Regions from separate parts of the Hordeum vulgare genome. Here region 2 is linked to region 1. Evidence: chromatin contacts called from public Hi-C data. All regions are on one chromosome and are shown on one strand. The core of a region is the stretch at or near the end of the contact, and the rest is flanking DNA. Distances in the headings are between cores, read along the strand shown.

The links. Hi-C and Micro-C count contacts between places; a contact is called where the count stands out from the background.
Region 2: a Hi-C map of seedling shows a contact between it and region 1, with 2.4 times the contacts expected there. The contact joins the promoter of LOC123397817 here to the promoter of LOC123395878 in region 1. A contact is called at or near these places in 2 of 6 Hi-C or Micro-C datasets (leaf and seedling) and 1 of 1 datasets of contacts at active chromatin or transcription factors (embryo).

The regions. Positions count from the first base shown.
Region 1 is chr5H:418,771,641-418,779,060 of MorexV3_pseudomolecules_assembly, forward strand. It overlaps LOC123395878 (AUGMIN subunit 5), which reads right to left and starts at 5,286. Exons shown (of 10, transcript XM_045090909.1): 1 at 4,602-5,286; 2 at 1,992-2,540; 3 at 1,433-1,574; 4 at 924-1,100. The coding sequence starts at 5,050.
Region 2 is chr5H:419,039,608-419,047,061 of MorexV3_pseudomolecules_assembly, forward strand. LOC123397817 (protein ELF4-LIKE 4-like) reads left to right here and starts at 2,495. Exons shown (of 1, transcript XM_045092350.1): 1 at 2,495-3,591. The coding sequence starts at 2,985. The coding sequence ends at 3,347. LOC123397818 (a long non-coding RNA gene) reads left to right here and starts at 1,044. Exons shown (of 3, transcript XR_006610026.1): 1 at 1,044-1,427; 2 at 1,504-1,601; 3 at 4,660-5,002.

The DNA of each region.
Region 1 (7,420 bases), core at 4,036-6,535:
GGTTAGCTTACGAGCAGCAAGTGCATGCAGCTTCCAAATCAAAAGTTTTAAAGCAATCTTTCAGAAGGAATCCCAACTGGCAGTATCTTCAACAGTGTGAGTATGTCCAAGTAAAGTATAAGCGCCTACATGAAGCATAACCTCAAGCTATAAACACTTCCTACTGTTACAGGTTGTTTCATGACAGTATCATGTTTAGCTGAACTTAATATGAAACTGGGATGTTACCTTTCCTACTTATAAAGGTTGGAGTTGGTGGTGAGTTCACATGTGGGACCAACAACCTTCACCAATAAACAAATGCACCCCTACCCACATTGAGAACAGCAACCTTCCATGAACATAAATAAAGAAATGTGTTTGTGCTCACATGTGGGACCAAACACAAATAAACAATACACTACTATTCATGTGAGACTAACACTTGGGCACAAATTAACAAATGCAGAAATGCGACTCCAACTCAATATAATGCTCTTGTTTTTGTTTTTGTTTTTTTCCAGCCAAGTTATTTCAGTTTTATATCACAGAACAAGAGAGTGAACAGATTGTAATTCGAAAACGATGATAGACCTTATCCTCCTACCTGGTCCACGACCTTGTGCAGTACCATTGTCTATTCTCATATGTTTCAACATTCGAAATGTTGTGTTTGTAAAGGACCATGGTCACTTAAGATTCTCCAATGCCTGACACGTGATCTTTTGTGGTATTTTTTATCTTTCTAATAGTGAACCGCGAGCAAATTCCGCATGGCGCCACCGTATATTGACAATTTCCTAAGGCAGTGACCTAACTCCTCGTATTTTATAGTTCCGTAGCAACGCACGGGCATTGCACTAGTAAGCATAAAAGTTCAGAGTACTTCGCAAAGAGAATCCGATATGACCTCTGTCATCCATAATAACATTTTGAACATGTACCTCCAGGTGCCTGCTGTTGGTGACATTCTGTGACGTGTTCCCGGTAGGCAGCTTCTTACTTCCTGTCGCATCAACAGTTCCATGAAGGCGCTGCAAGAGCTTCTGACTAAGAGATTTAGCTTCTGCGGCTTTATTCAAAGCATCTTCTGTAGCTAAGAACTGCTGAACATGTTCTTTCTGCAAGGCCAAGTGCAATACATTAGTTAACTTCGGTGTCATGTCCCTTGTTTGGAGAAAGAAGAGCTAGACATAATGATAGAACTTTTTTAATAACAGAACATGAGGCCACTCTAAAATAACAAAGTCCTGAATGATAACTTGACATTTGTTTCTGAGAACAAACAGAAGAGGTAATGGAATACAGAAAATGCAAAAATGACAATTTGTGTTCATGAAAAGGGGTGTAGAACTAGAAGAAAAGTGCATATATCCAAAAGAATGGTATCAGCTTATTCTCTTCCTGTAAATGTAGTGGATATAACCCTTCCAACTGACTCCTAAGGGAGTACCTGTCGTTCTAGTAGCTGGTCATGTGTTCCTCGGGTCGACAGCTCTGATCCAATCTTTCCATTGCCATACACCTGATATGGTAAGGGTGAGCTTGCATCAGTTGAAGCAGCATCAATGACCTGCTCATTTTCATATTTATACCTAGGAACAAGAATTTGTATTTCTGGTTAACATCTAACCCAAAGAAATATAAGCTTAGCAAGATACTTTGTTTAGCAAAGCAGTTCAGTACAAAGATCAACTAATAAAAAACTAATAGAAGATTAGGAAGATTTTCTCACTAAATGTGCAATCTAGTATTCCCTTCAACAATGAATCTACTTGTTTGTTTGGCAAGGTAAATAAAATCCCAATTAGAATATAATTCACTCTTAAAGATGCAAAGCTACAACCACGGAATTAAATTCATGAGAATGTAACCAGATCACAAGAATAATCAGAAGTCATTAAAGAATACTGTCCACCAAGTCATCATTGTGTGGCAGGAACATTTAACTCTTACATGTCTGTTATTGGAATGGGAAAAGAACAAATGGAGGGGGGAAAACAGGATAGTACCTCAAGAGTTCTGCATCAGCACGTATGTCAATCTTATCTGTTTCTTTATGTACAAGCATTTTCATGCGTGATGTATAACTATTGACCGATTGCAGTAACAAGGAAGGATTCTTTAGGGAATCTAATGCCACAGCTTTCACATCTGCTGGTATTTCACCATCCAAATCAGTGCCCAGCTTTGCCACATCTATCTGGCAACTCGAATTAATACCATTCCCTTCAAAAGCTGGAAATGAACTCCGAATCATTTCCACCATATCTGCAGCAAGAGTTTCACATGCCTTCCGAATACTCCTTTCACGTGAGGTCTCTACAAAGACGAGATCTTCTGATAACCTGTTATTTTTGACAGTTGAGTACAGGTCCTCTCGCTCGCTCTGCAATTGCATCTCCTCAACAGCATCTACAGATCCAGCCACACCTATACTTGATCTTCGCACATCTCTTGCTTGGTTAACAAAGTGATGCAGACGTCGCTGGTATTCAGCAAATATTTTGCAAGCTTCGTCACATTGCTGATCATATGCCTCGAGCATAACTTGTTTGTGCCTAAAGTCAAAAACATGGAATTGTTATTTTACTATCTGTCAGTCAGGCTAAAGTTGCGGAAGATCATTCGGAAACATCAAAGCAGTGGAGCAAAAAGCAGTTCCACATGAAAAATTGCTCTGATCTCTTCTGAACAAATAATAGAACAGTGTGGCAAAATGAATTTTAGAAATTCTTCACATTTGCAGGTTTATACCAGATCTAACCTAGAAAACGTTTATATCATACATAAATGACATTGATGCAGTTGCTTGTATAAAAGTGTGGCTGCAAGGAGCCTGCGTCCTACCTGGTAGTGCACAATCAACGTTTAGGCCACATACATTTATAAACACCGAAAGATGAGTATAGTTGAATAAATATATTTTCTGCACATAAACAAAATGCAAATACCATTTATGATATGCAATACATCACTATTATGCTAATCAAGAAAAACCGAAATGTCAACTATCTCACAGTCACACTAATATTACAATATGGTCAAAGGACCAATCAAGATACCCACATCTCATGAATTAAATCACTGTATTGCAATTGAAATTAGAAATTCGGCTTGTACCGGGAATAGGGGAAGAAACAAAAAGGTAGCTACAAGCCTACAATACAACCATACGTAAGTATAAACAGCAGTGTAGCAATAAGGGTATGTTTTATGCTCCTATACTTGAACATGCAGAATTTTTCCGCAAGCTTATTATGTTATTATTTAAATAGAGCAGGAAGGCCTTCTGATCTCACAATCAACCAATCAGGTATCAATTTATAACTGTGATGCAAATCATAGCCTGGTCCTTCCACAATTTGTGCATTTTCAATCACCAGATCTGCTAAGGGTGGGTTTGGTTCTGAGGCTAGCAATCTCCTACCAATGCTGGGCAAGGGTGACTATTTGGTAACATCAGGAGAGGCCTGCTTTGCTTGGCTAGATTCCTACTAACCGAAATAAAAATATTTGCCGTCGAAGATTGGCTGAATTGGCTCTCTCACATGGCCAAGGTAACAGAGTGCTGTTGCACCAGCCTCCAATCACCATGCACATCGTGGTTTGCCAGTCACTAACCAAAACAAAGTGGCCTTGCTTTTCTTGGCTATGCCCAGATGAGCCAGTTTTATCTAGCCTAGCTAAGCAAGAGAAGGAACGGGAGACTTGGCGCAGCGGTAAAGCTGTCGCCTTGGGACCATGAGGTGAGGGTTTGAGTCCTCGAAACAGTCTCTTGCAGAAATGTAGGGAAAGGCTGCGTACTATATAGACCCAAAGCGGTCGGACCCGGACCCTGCGCAAGCGGGAGCTACGTGCACCGGGCTGCCCTTTAGCTAAGCAAGAGAACCTAGGGATACAAACACATTCTATACTGCAACACAATATACCTATTAGCATTGAAACTCTCAAACAGATTGGTCGCTAGAGTCTTTGTAGCACATGAAGAAGCTTTAGAAGTTGATAGAAAATAGAGCTAATGGCATTTTATTGATGGAACAGTATTTAGAGTGGCCATAAACTCTACCCATGCTTAGTGGTTCTACTATATGTTAGTCTTCTGTGTGGCATCCCTTCAAATAAATCAATCCTTGATCCCATTAAACTCAACTCAAGATTCAAGAGTGACACTTCCAAGTAAAGTAGTGACAGTAGTAAATTTACAGGTCCTATATTTTCAGGCAAGTTTACCAATAAAATTAGCAAGGTGCAAAAGCAAAAATCACAATATAGCGTGAATATAATCCCCGTGCCTACTACGTGTAGATCTTCTGGGCGGCATCAACCTGAACATCCCCTCTAATATATCAAACCTTGTTCCCATCAAAATCCGATAAGGTTGACAGTTTCAAGCAATTCTATCGGGAGTATTTTCATGTATTTCTACTAGCGTCAGTGAAGTATTGACAGTCAGTTGGTACTAAGTCGGACGATTTTCAGGCATTCCTATCAGTAAATACAGCAAGCAGCAAAGGTGAAAACTAAAATGTAGCATGAATTGAATCCCCATATTTCCAATAGAATCATCAAATCAAACCGCAGATAGTTGGTGACCCCTAATTCCACCGTTGTTTGGGTACCTGGCATTGGAGCGCTCGCCCAACACACGCTTGCGTTCGGCCTCCTCGCGAGCGACCTCCGCGATGCGGGCGCGCAGCTCCTTGCGCTGCCTCCGCACGACCCCGCGCAGCCGCTCGGCCTCCTCGGCGGCGAGGTCGCGCTCCCTGGCCTCGGCCTCCCTGGCAGCCGCGTCGCCCCCGCCCGCCCCGACGCCCCCCTCCCGCGCCCGCCTGGCCGCGACGCCGTGGACGAGGATGTTCCGGCGCGCCGTGGCGACCGTGCGCTCGGAGCGGACCCGGCGGAGGAGGAAAGACCAGACGGGGAGCATGTTGCCGCGGCAGATCTTGCGCAGCTGCTCCGGCGCGGGGGGCGCGGAGGGGTAGCCCATCTCGTCCTGCAGCCACTCGATGATGGCGTCGGGCGATACGCCGCCGGGGCCGGTGCTGCCGGAGACGGAGGAGGCGGGCATCGCCGGCCGGCCGGAGGGGAAACCCTAGGCACCCGATCTGACGACGAGGGGCTGGGGTAGTGGAGGGAGGGAGGGAGTGGGAGTGGTTTTTTTGAAACTTTCTCCTGGGCTCTCGTTTGGATCTTTGTGGAGGGACGGACGGCGTTACGGAGCCTGGTCACGGCGCCGGCGCAGGACGGCTGTGTTTGGTCGTCGCGGGCAGCAAATGGACGAGCTCCCCGTGACGGACGTCCGAACTTCGAAGAGGCCAAGAGGGGAGAGAGAGGCGAAGCCCGAGGGTGGTCCAGTGTTTCGAAATGTTATTCGGACGAACCGTGTTCATAAGCGCGACCGAAGTACCAAACCAAAACGAAATACAGCAGCGAGAATGTTTGTTCGAGTACCACCGTTTCCGTGTAGGTGCGCAATCACATCACATAGCCGATAAATGAGATGTGCAGCTTCTAATATTTCCATATACGATGTGGAACATATATATGCAAAGGCGGAGGACGGAAAAAAATTAAGATGTGGCGAAGTCTTAAGAAAAAAATATTTTGATGTAAATCGAAAAAGTCAATACACAATACAAATGAAAAGTCAAATACAATGAAAATGTAGACATGTTTCAGTAGAAAAACAACCTAAAACATACTGATAATGAAACTTTTAATGACGTGTAGAAGACCCAGGTAATGGCAATGTCCTACCTTTATTTTAAAAATCTTCCTTAATTTTAGCAAGATCGATACTTTTGAAGATCGCTCGCTTCAATATAACAAACCATTAAGTCATTAAATCAACCATCTGTCATCTTGCTGCGCAACTCAGCCTTGATGATTTTTATTGATGAGAAGGCCCTTTGAACTACGAGGAAATCCTCAACACCAAAGGCTTGCTATGGCCGTCGCTTTCTGCCGCCGCCCGCTCGTGCTTGCCGCAACCGCTTGTTGCTGCCCTCGCCGCCCTTGCTGTCGTCGTTGTCGCTTGTTACCGCTACCGCTTGCTGCCGTTGTCGTCACCGGCTGCCCTCTCGGTCACTCGCCTGGTCACGACCAACCACCGCCGTCGCTGCGCTAAGAGCGCTAGGGTTGTGCTGCGCCTCTGGTCCAGGTTTGTCCCGTGAGGCATTGCGTTGCGTCTCTGGTTCGTCTCATGAGGCATCGCACGCGTGTGTGTGTTTCACGTGCGTTGGAGAGGCCCAATCTGTAACACACAAGATGCGATCATATCCTTATTTTGGCACGAGAGCCTCGACAGGGATAGAAACGCATCTCGTCGTTTCACAAGGATGGATATCGTTATAAGTACATGTACAGAATATATGAGTATATGGAATTGACTTACACCCGCCACAAGCTACATCAGAGTCACATCAATACAACAATATACAATCACCATGAAGAAGAGCAGGGTCCGACTACGGACGAAAACAAACGATAAAAGAACGACGTCCATCCTTGTTATCCCAGGCTGCCAGTCTGGAACCCAACCTAGATCGAAGAAGAAGAAGAAGAAGAAGAAGAAGAAGAAACTCCAAATCGAACAATCATCGCGCTCACGTCAAAGTAACTCTTTACCTGTACCTGCAACTGGTGTTGTAGTAATCTGTGAGCCACACGCACTCAGCAATCTCATTTTCAAAGGTATCAAGACTAGCAAAGCTTAATGGGTGAGGTTTGATTAAGTGGTGAGGTTGTAGCAAGCGACTAAGCATTTATTTGAGGTGGCTAACTTACGAGTACAAGATTAAGAGGGGGTGATCCACGCATAGCGGACGTGAACTAATAATGATCAAATGAATGATCCTGAACACCTACTTACGTCAAACATAACCACACCGTGTCCTTGATCGGACAAGGAGCTCTCGAAAGAGACAGTCACGGTTATGCACTCAGTTGGTAAGTTTGAATTAAGTTTACTTCAGGTCATCTAGAACCGGATGTTAGACAAAGTGTCCACGTTGCCACATAACTGCGGGCACGGCTTCCTGAAAGATTTAACCCTTCAGGGGTGCTCCAACTAGTCCATCACAAACTACCACACACTGTGATGGAATGACCTCGATCAGGGAAACCCATGATCTCCTCGGGTTCCTATTGGAAAACCTCAACCTCGAGACAGTCCAAAGTATCCTCGGTATCCCTCGCACAAGACGTTCGAGAAGAGTAAAACAAGTCCAGCAAGGCCACTCGGTGAGCCAAATCTGCATCAAGAGCCGCGCGCTCTCTATCTACGGGCATCAACCGTCTATGCAAAGTGGACGATAGCCAGACGCCTCGAGTTGCCCCAAGGTGGCACCGCCGACTGCTATGTGGGTGGACCAACACTCTGTAGGGGAACATTGCATGGTAAACAAAAAAAATCCTACGCACACGCAATACCTATCTA
Region 2 (7,454 bases), core at 1,245-3,744, 270 kb after region 1:
GGGTTCTAGAGTGTTTTGGAAGGTCTCCTTTATGTATTCCTCTGGTGTCATGGTTTAAATAGTATTTGCTTCAACATTAATAGGTGTACCTGAAATATAGTGCTTTATTCTTCGTCTATTGACCACCTTCGGGTTAGTGCCTTCAGGATTATTGATCTTAATAGCTCCAGAACGATAAACTTCTTCGATGATATATGGTCCTTCCCATTTGGAAACAAGTTTTCCTGCAAAAATTCTAAGGCAAGAATTGTACAATAGAACATATTCACCAACTTTGAGTTGTCGCTTTTGGATTCTTTTTTCATGCCATCTTTTAACTTTTTCTTTGAATAGTTTGGCATTTTCATCTAATTAGCTAATATCAAATAACCTCCTTTCTCCAGCAAGTTTGAAATGATAGTTGAGTTCTTTAATTGCCAAATAAGCTTTATGTTCTAACTCAAGAGGTAGATGCCATACTTTTTCATAAACCATTTATAAGGAGACATACCCATAGGGCCTACTATATGTTCTTGGCAGTAGATGAGGCCCAAGGGCCCACTAGTCATAAAACCGTCACAGATGTACATGGGTGACAGAAAAGTGATCTACTAGATATGACAAATGTGTATCATCCTGGATGTGTTTTTTTGTTGAGTCACGTGCCTCGTTCTCTTGATAGCTAGATCGGGAGGTTTATCCTTACTTCAACATTCACGAGACGATACTAGTTCTTGTTTCGATATTGTCGTGGTTAGACCCAGTCCTTCACATTCAATTTTCCATGGGTGGATACATCCTCTCATCCTTCTTTCTCTCTGCTAACAGTGCGGCGACATTCAAAAGTATTGTCTTCATTAGTTTTATTTTATAATGTTGCTTGGGGTTGTCCCTTTCCTAATTACCCAAGACAACACATAACACAAAGCATTGATGGATTAATTTGTATACGCCTGACGACCAAAAAAATAAACTATACATATAAACCACGTGTTGGAATTTGGACATGCCTCTACAAATAAAGATGGAAGACACTCACACAAATAATATTTCACCCCCAAAGAGTTCTCCTCCGCCATGGCTCACCCCTCTTAGTATGCCACTCCCCTCTTGAAAACATCACATCCCCCTTCTATCCTGTCAACCATCCTCCGAAGTATTAACCCTCTCCTGTTCACTTGTGAAACACCGTCGACGTCTTCTCTGTCCTCCATGTATCTAGATCTGGTACCGCAAGGAGTCGCTAATGGCTAGATCTAGACTCCATGCCATCCCCACACTCAGATCTGGTCTCATCGGTAACAGAGGATACATTCATACTCTTGAGAGATAGATTTGGTCTTCATGTCATCCCCGCGTTCAGATCTGGTCTCATCAATAACACGGGATGCCTTCATCCTCTCGATGGCTAGATCTAGGTGCTTGCCCTTCTCCCCATCGCCTCTGCGGTCAGGTTCAAGCATCTTTCTACCATTGTTGACATTATCTAATTCAACTCTCATTCTTTCATGGTTCCATGGCCAGATCTGATCTCTCACCATTCCTTCTTCGTTCCATGGACAAGTCCGATCTTCCTTCGTTGTCTTGCTAACAGATGTGGAAACAACACCCGACAATCTATGGTATGTTCATGTATTTATTTTGTTCTTATGATGTAATGTTTGCTTCAAAACTTGGGTCATCCCATTCTTTCTTCTCCATGTGGGAGCCATGACATCTAGATAGCGTGGGCAAATTACAAAGGATCCTAGCGGTAAGAATTTGCTGTGAAAATTGGTCATTACTTTCCTATTTCTTGATATATCTCCATGAGTACCTCGAGGAACAAAGCAACACATGACAACTACCCTCCTTCGCATTATCTTTTTTTTTGCGAGGAACCCTCCTTCACATTATCGGCCTCGTTTATCCTTTATTGACCACAGTCAATGCATAGTTTCAGTGCAAGAGAAAGATTATCGAGGGGATTATGGCTAACAAGCTATCACATCCCCCTTCTATCTCGTCGACCATCCTGTGAAGTACCGACCCGCCCTTGTTGAGTTGGTGAAACATTATCGACGTCTTCCTTGTCCTCCATTATCTAGATTTAGTACCACCAATAGTCATTAATGGTCAGATCCGATCTCCATATCATGCCCATGTTTAGATCTAGTATCGTCAACCACAAAGGATGCACTCATCCTGTGAATGGTTAGATCTAGGCGCCCGCCCTTCTCCCCATCACTTTTATGGTGAGGTTCAAGCATCTTTCTACCATTGTTCATGTTATTTGATTTGGTTTCTCATTCTTCCTCCGGTTCATGGCTAGATCCGATCTCTCATTATCTCTTTCGGCCAATGGTGAGCTCCCATCTTCCATCCTTCCTTCGTTGCCTTGGCCCACAAATGTGGAAATGACACCGATAATCAATGGTATGTTTATAAGTTAACTTTAATCTTATTATGTAATGTTGGCTTGAAAACTTGGGACATCCCCTTTCTTCCTTCTCCATGTGGGAGCCAGGATAGCTAGATAGCTTGGGCAAATTACGAAGGATCCGGGCGGTAAGTACCTCGAGGAACGATGCAACGCATGGCTGGTATCCTCCCTCATATTATCAACCACAATTATCCTTTCTCGAGCACACTCTATGGCAAACAAGCCATGGAAATCCAAAACCAGTGTTAGGAGGAGAGGCCCCACAAAATATATCGAGAGAAAATTGCCAAGATAAGCCGTGGGGAACCAGGGGAAAAGCGAAGGAAAGCAATCTCGGCACTTTCCCCCTAAATTACAGCGCTCTTCATCCCACGTCGAAGGATCTCAGACTCAGCAGGTCGTAGCACACATCTCTCTCCCTGCCCCCTGACCCCGATATATTCTCCCCCCAAATCCCTTCCTCCGTCCGCCTTGTCTCGCTCTCTCGTCCCCTGCGTGACGACCCCCTCCCCTCCCCTCCCCTCCCCGATATCCATCTTCCTCCCGCACGCAGAATCAGATCAGGGCGAGCGGGGCAGGGAGGATGGAGAACAGCAGCGGCCGGGAGGTGGTTCCGAACGGAGGAGCCGCCGAGGGGATGGGCAACGGCGCGGCGAACGGGAGGGCGGTGCAGGCGCTGCAGCGGAGCTTCGCGGAGGTGCAGGTGATCCTGGAGAAGAACCGGATTCTGATCCAGGAGATCACCCAGAACCAGGAGTCCCTCGAGGCCGGCGGCCTCAGCCGCAACGTCGCCCTCATCCGCGAGCTCAACAGCAACATCGCCCGCGTCGTCGACCTCTACAACGCCCTCTCCTGCTCCTTTTCCAGCTCCCTCACCAACGGCTCCGCCCCCGCTGCCTCCGACGCCGCCAAGGGGGCCTACAAGAGGCCGCGCCCCACACAGTAGAGGAGGCAGACCATGGGCGCCCTCTTCTCCCCTGTTCAGATTTAGATTTCTTCTGTGGCCCTGGCCATGGCCAGGGCTCAGCCTCAGCAGCAGCGGGCAGATTTGAGACTTCCTTTTTTTTTTTCTTCTTCTTCGCTTTCTTTTTAAGTTTTAGCGTTGAGCTGAGAATATGGACATGGGCAGCTTGTCGTCAGAGATGAGATGAAACAAAGATGCAGGCAGCAGTTGTGTGGCTGTATCAGTATGTATCTGTGTTTGTGTTGTGTGTTGTATGGCCTACTGGCGCTGGTGTCTTTGAGGCCAGATCGGATGGAATGATTGCTTTGTCCTGTGAAGTCGGTTGGTGAGAGGAGAGAGAAGCGATCCTGCTACTGCTACAGTGCTACTGCTCATCATCAGGGATCAAGTACAAGAATCTGATCCATGATGGATCTCCTTCACACATCTTCTTCATCATCATGTGCTTTTATTTGGATCTTCAGAAAATTCTGCTTTGTAGACTGGCTAACCTTAACTTCAAAGGGTGCAACTTTTTTTTTTCAGGAAGCAAGATAGCTTTGCAACATTCGGAGTAACGCTCCAATCCTGCAGAAGTTATGAATCTTATGATTCCTTTTCAGAACCATAAATTCACCTTTCATAGAAAATGAAAATTCCCGTGTTTCATTCGGGCCGATTTCCATAGAAACTTGGAAATTCCTCGCTTCCACAGTTCAATGTACATAGAAACATGGGAATTCTCTTGTTCCGACCGCTTAGTCTCAAACATGGAAACTCTTTGCGTTTTAGATGTTTGATTAAAAAAAAAAAACTTGCGGGTACCAAACAGTTCAACCAAACTTTTTTATTTCACTAGAAACATGGAAATTCCACACACTCACATAGTTCAGTTCCTATAGAAACAGGAAGAACTCCTTTGTTCCAGACATGCCGAAGTCTAAAGAAGCAAGTTCCTTGTAAACCTGAAAACGTCTGCCTTTTGGAGTAAAAACATGCCGTTCTTGTGGTAACGCACACATGAACAATCTTTCCACGCAAAGGCATGACAAAGGATGGAGCAGAGAGCGTGACTCTGTTGTCATCACTCAACCGGAGACGATGGATGACAGCAGAGCACGGCCAAAAGTTTTCGTCAGGCACGCCCGTTTCAAGGCGAGCCGAAGACGCGCCCGGTAGTCGCTGGCCCAGAATAAACCAAAAAAAATAAAATGCCACGGGGTTTCCCTTACTCACTTAACGCCATCTAAACGCCATCTAAAGAAAAGCCTGCAATTAACGCCATCTAAAAAACGTCTGCATTAACGCATTGCAGGGTGATCGGGTGGGTGGTCCAGCCGCCCGCCCAGGGCCGGCGTGGCGTGATCGCGGCGTCTGACCGTGCACGGCTTTTGGTTCGGATATCGGCCGGGAGCCCGCGCCGCGACCTCGATTGCCACGTACTGCCGTGGAGTGGCGTACGAGACGTGCAGAAGCGTTTTGCCGCACGCTATCTCGGGCCGCGGTGCGTCTTTCGCATCGCGATGGACGACGAGGTGACTGTATGGACCTGGTATATAGATATATTTTAGAGGATATATTTATTTATTTTATTTTGTATGTAATTTTTTAGTGAAATGTCTAAAAAGATATATATTTAAAAACTGAGAAAAGATCATACTTCCATCATCCTAAAATAAGTGTTTTGTATTAGAGCTTGTAAAAAGTTGTGACACTTATTTTGAAAGAGAGAACATATAATAATATCATGCATATGATATTATTGTATGATACTACATTCATAATATATATTATCATAAGTGATTTTATTTATTAATATGCATGGCACATAGTAATACAACTTTTAATATGATGCGTTATCTACATGCGTTACTTTAACCTTCTCTTTCTTCTTTAATCGTCTCCCACATCAACATGTTTGCTAGTTCCAACTGCATGATACTAGCTTATTAAGATAACCCCATTATGGCCACCCTAATGAAAACATGATGCGCGACAAGGGCTATGGGATCTCCAATTTGCTCCAGGCACGACCAAATTTCATGTATTGACCCTTTTAGTATAGTTTAGCGAGATATGACCCGAGTTTGAAGTGTTTTTTAGATTTGGCCCTTTCCTACCATCATGGTGGATGGCGGTAGTTGTACACACCCTACCGCCAAGGGCCCTGGCAGTAGGTTGAATGGCATCCACCGTCAACTAACGGACCAAGGTTGACGTGGCGTGTGGGTCTATCGCGAGGACTTGCAGCGGTATGTTGTAAGACCCTACCACCAAGGCCTCCTGGGGTAGGGTGCCTCGTGGTGCCTGTGTAAGGCTCTGTAACCTGGAGTTAGTCAAAAAAATCGATAGGGTTACACACCTACCGCCAAAGACCTTGGCGAAAGGGTGGCGGCTGGTACCACAGTGTGCTTCGTAACCAGGAACCGCTCAAAAACTACAGTAGGGTGTGTTCATAGTGCAATTTTTGCATAAAATTTGTATGTTTCTTTTCGATTTTTTTGCCACAATGAAAGCACAACTTCTCCCTAAGGCCTTATTTGGTTCCAGGGGAACTAATCCCCTAGTGGAACTAATCCACTAGGGGATCGAATTGTTCCCTGCCTGTCACCAATCCACTGCATAGCTCATCCATGTCAAACCCCTTCTCTTCAAACTCATTTGGTTCTCTCAAACTAAAAGGGGAGTTTGGTTCAGTTATTAATGACCCATCAATTTTAACAAAAAAAACATCCTAGATAACCATACAAAATTGATATGCACCGTATAACAAGATAAACAAAAATCCTTGATAATCATACAAAAAATGGTGTCCAACATAGCATTTGAATACAACACTAGGATATATAAGCAAGAACTTTTGTGATAATTCAGCACATATTACATATCATCATTGATAATTTAGTATAAACTACTCCAAACTTTTGCGATTCAAACGAAAAATAAATAAACAAGACTTGTTCCTCGATTGTGCACTTCTCGCCGATGGGCCTACTCATATCCATGTTCTTTAGCTGGCATTTCTGGTTCAAGCAAGGCATAGTAAGGGTCATGAACTCATCATTAAACAAAGACCCAATTAAGAAAGCTTTGTGTTACGACTAGACTGCTAGAGTCAGATTCAGATTTTACTGAATACATTTGACTTCTAGACCCAATTAATTAGTGTATGCATGTGATGCAGCTAGTAGTTGGAGAAACACCTCTATATTATGTACAGTTTTGACTGCCCTGTGTTAATATATTTGCAAAACTACAATACGGTAATACTTTGAGATATGGATTACATCCACTATAATCCATATCCACATGTGGGACTGCTACAGTACGGTAATACTTGCAGATATGGATTATATCCCCTATAATATGTTTGGATGTTTTGAGTGCTAGAGCCTAAGTAACATGGCAACAACTTCAATTAAACAAGCTTTGTATTATGACTAGACTGCTAGAGCCTAAGTAAGCAAGCAGAGAAATTATAGTATGTGCCACTGCTAGATGCAAGATATTATAGTATACCCGACCCAAACTAGTTGTTGTTGCTTATGTTGCTTATCTAGACGATGAACTGGTGTATTAACTTGATCCCACGACAGAGGTAATTCGTCCTCTCCCACTCGACCTGCAAAGAAGGTGATCTACAAAACAAAAAAGAGAATAAAAGATAACAGTTATTCAGATTCTGCCTGTACTGAAACTAATATTACTAGCTGTACTGAAACTGGATACGATTTCACATCGTTGCATCAGCAGGAAGAAGAAAGACGATCATATCACAACTATGACAAAGACAAATCAAAGAAATGGAAACAAATATAATGACCCAGAGATATGACAATGTCGGTGAAAATGTTGTCTTTATGAAACCAAATTTCCGAATGGCCTCCAAGCACTACAAATGTGAGACATGAATGCAGAACAACCTATGAACTCTAGTCAAGTTACCTTCGGTAAGAAACAACTGAATATAGCAACCACCTATATCAAAAGCATGCTTGGTAAGCCGCTCGCAATGAGTGCATAATGCAAATGATCCAATGTATCACATCCAAACAGAAGGCTGGTAAAGATTCAACTAGAAATAAGTCGACACTAACCGCAAAGAAGTTA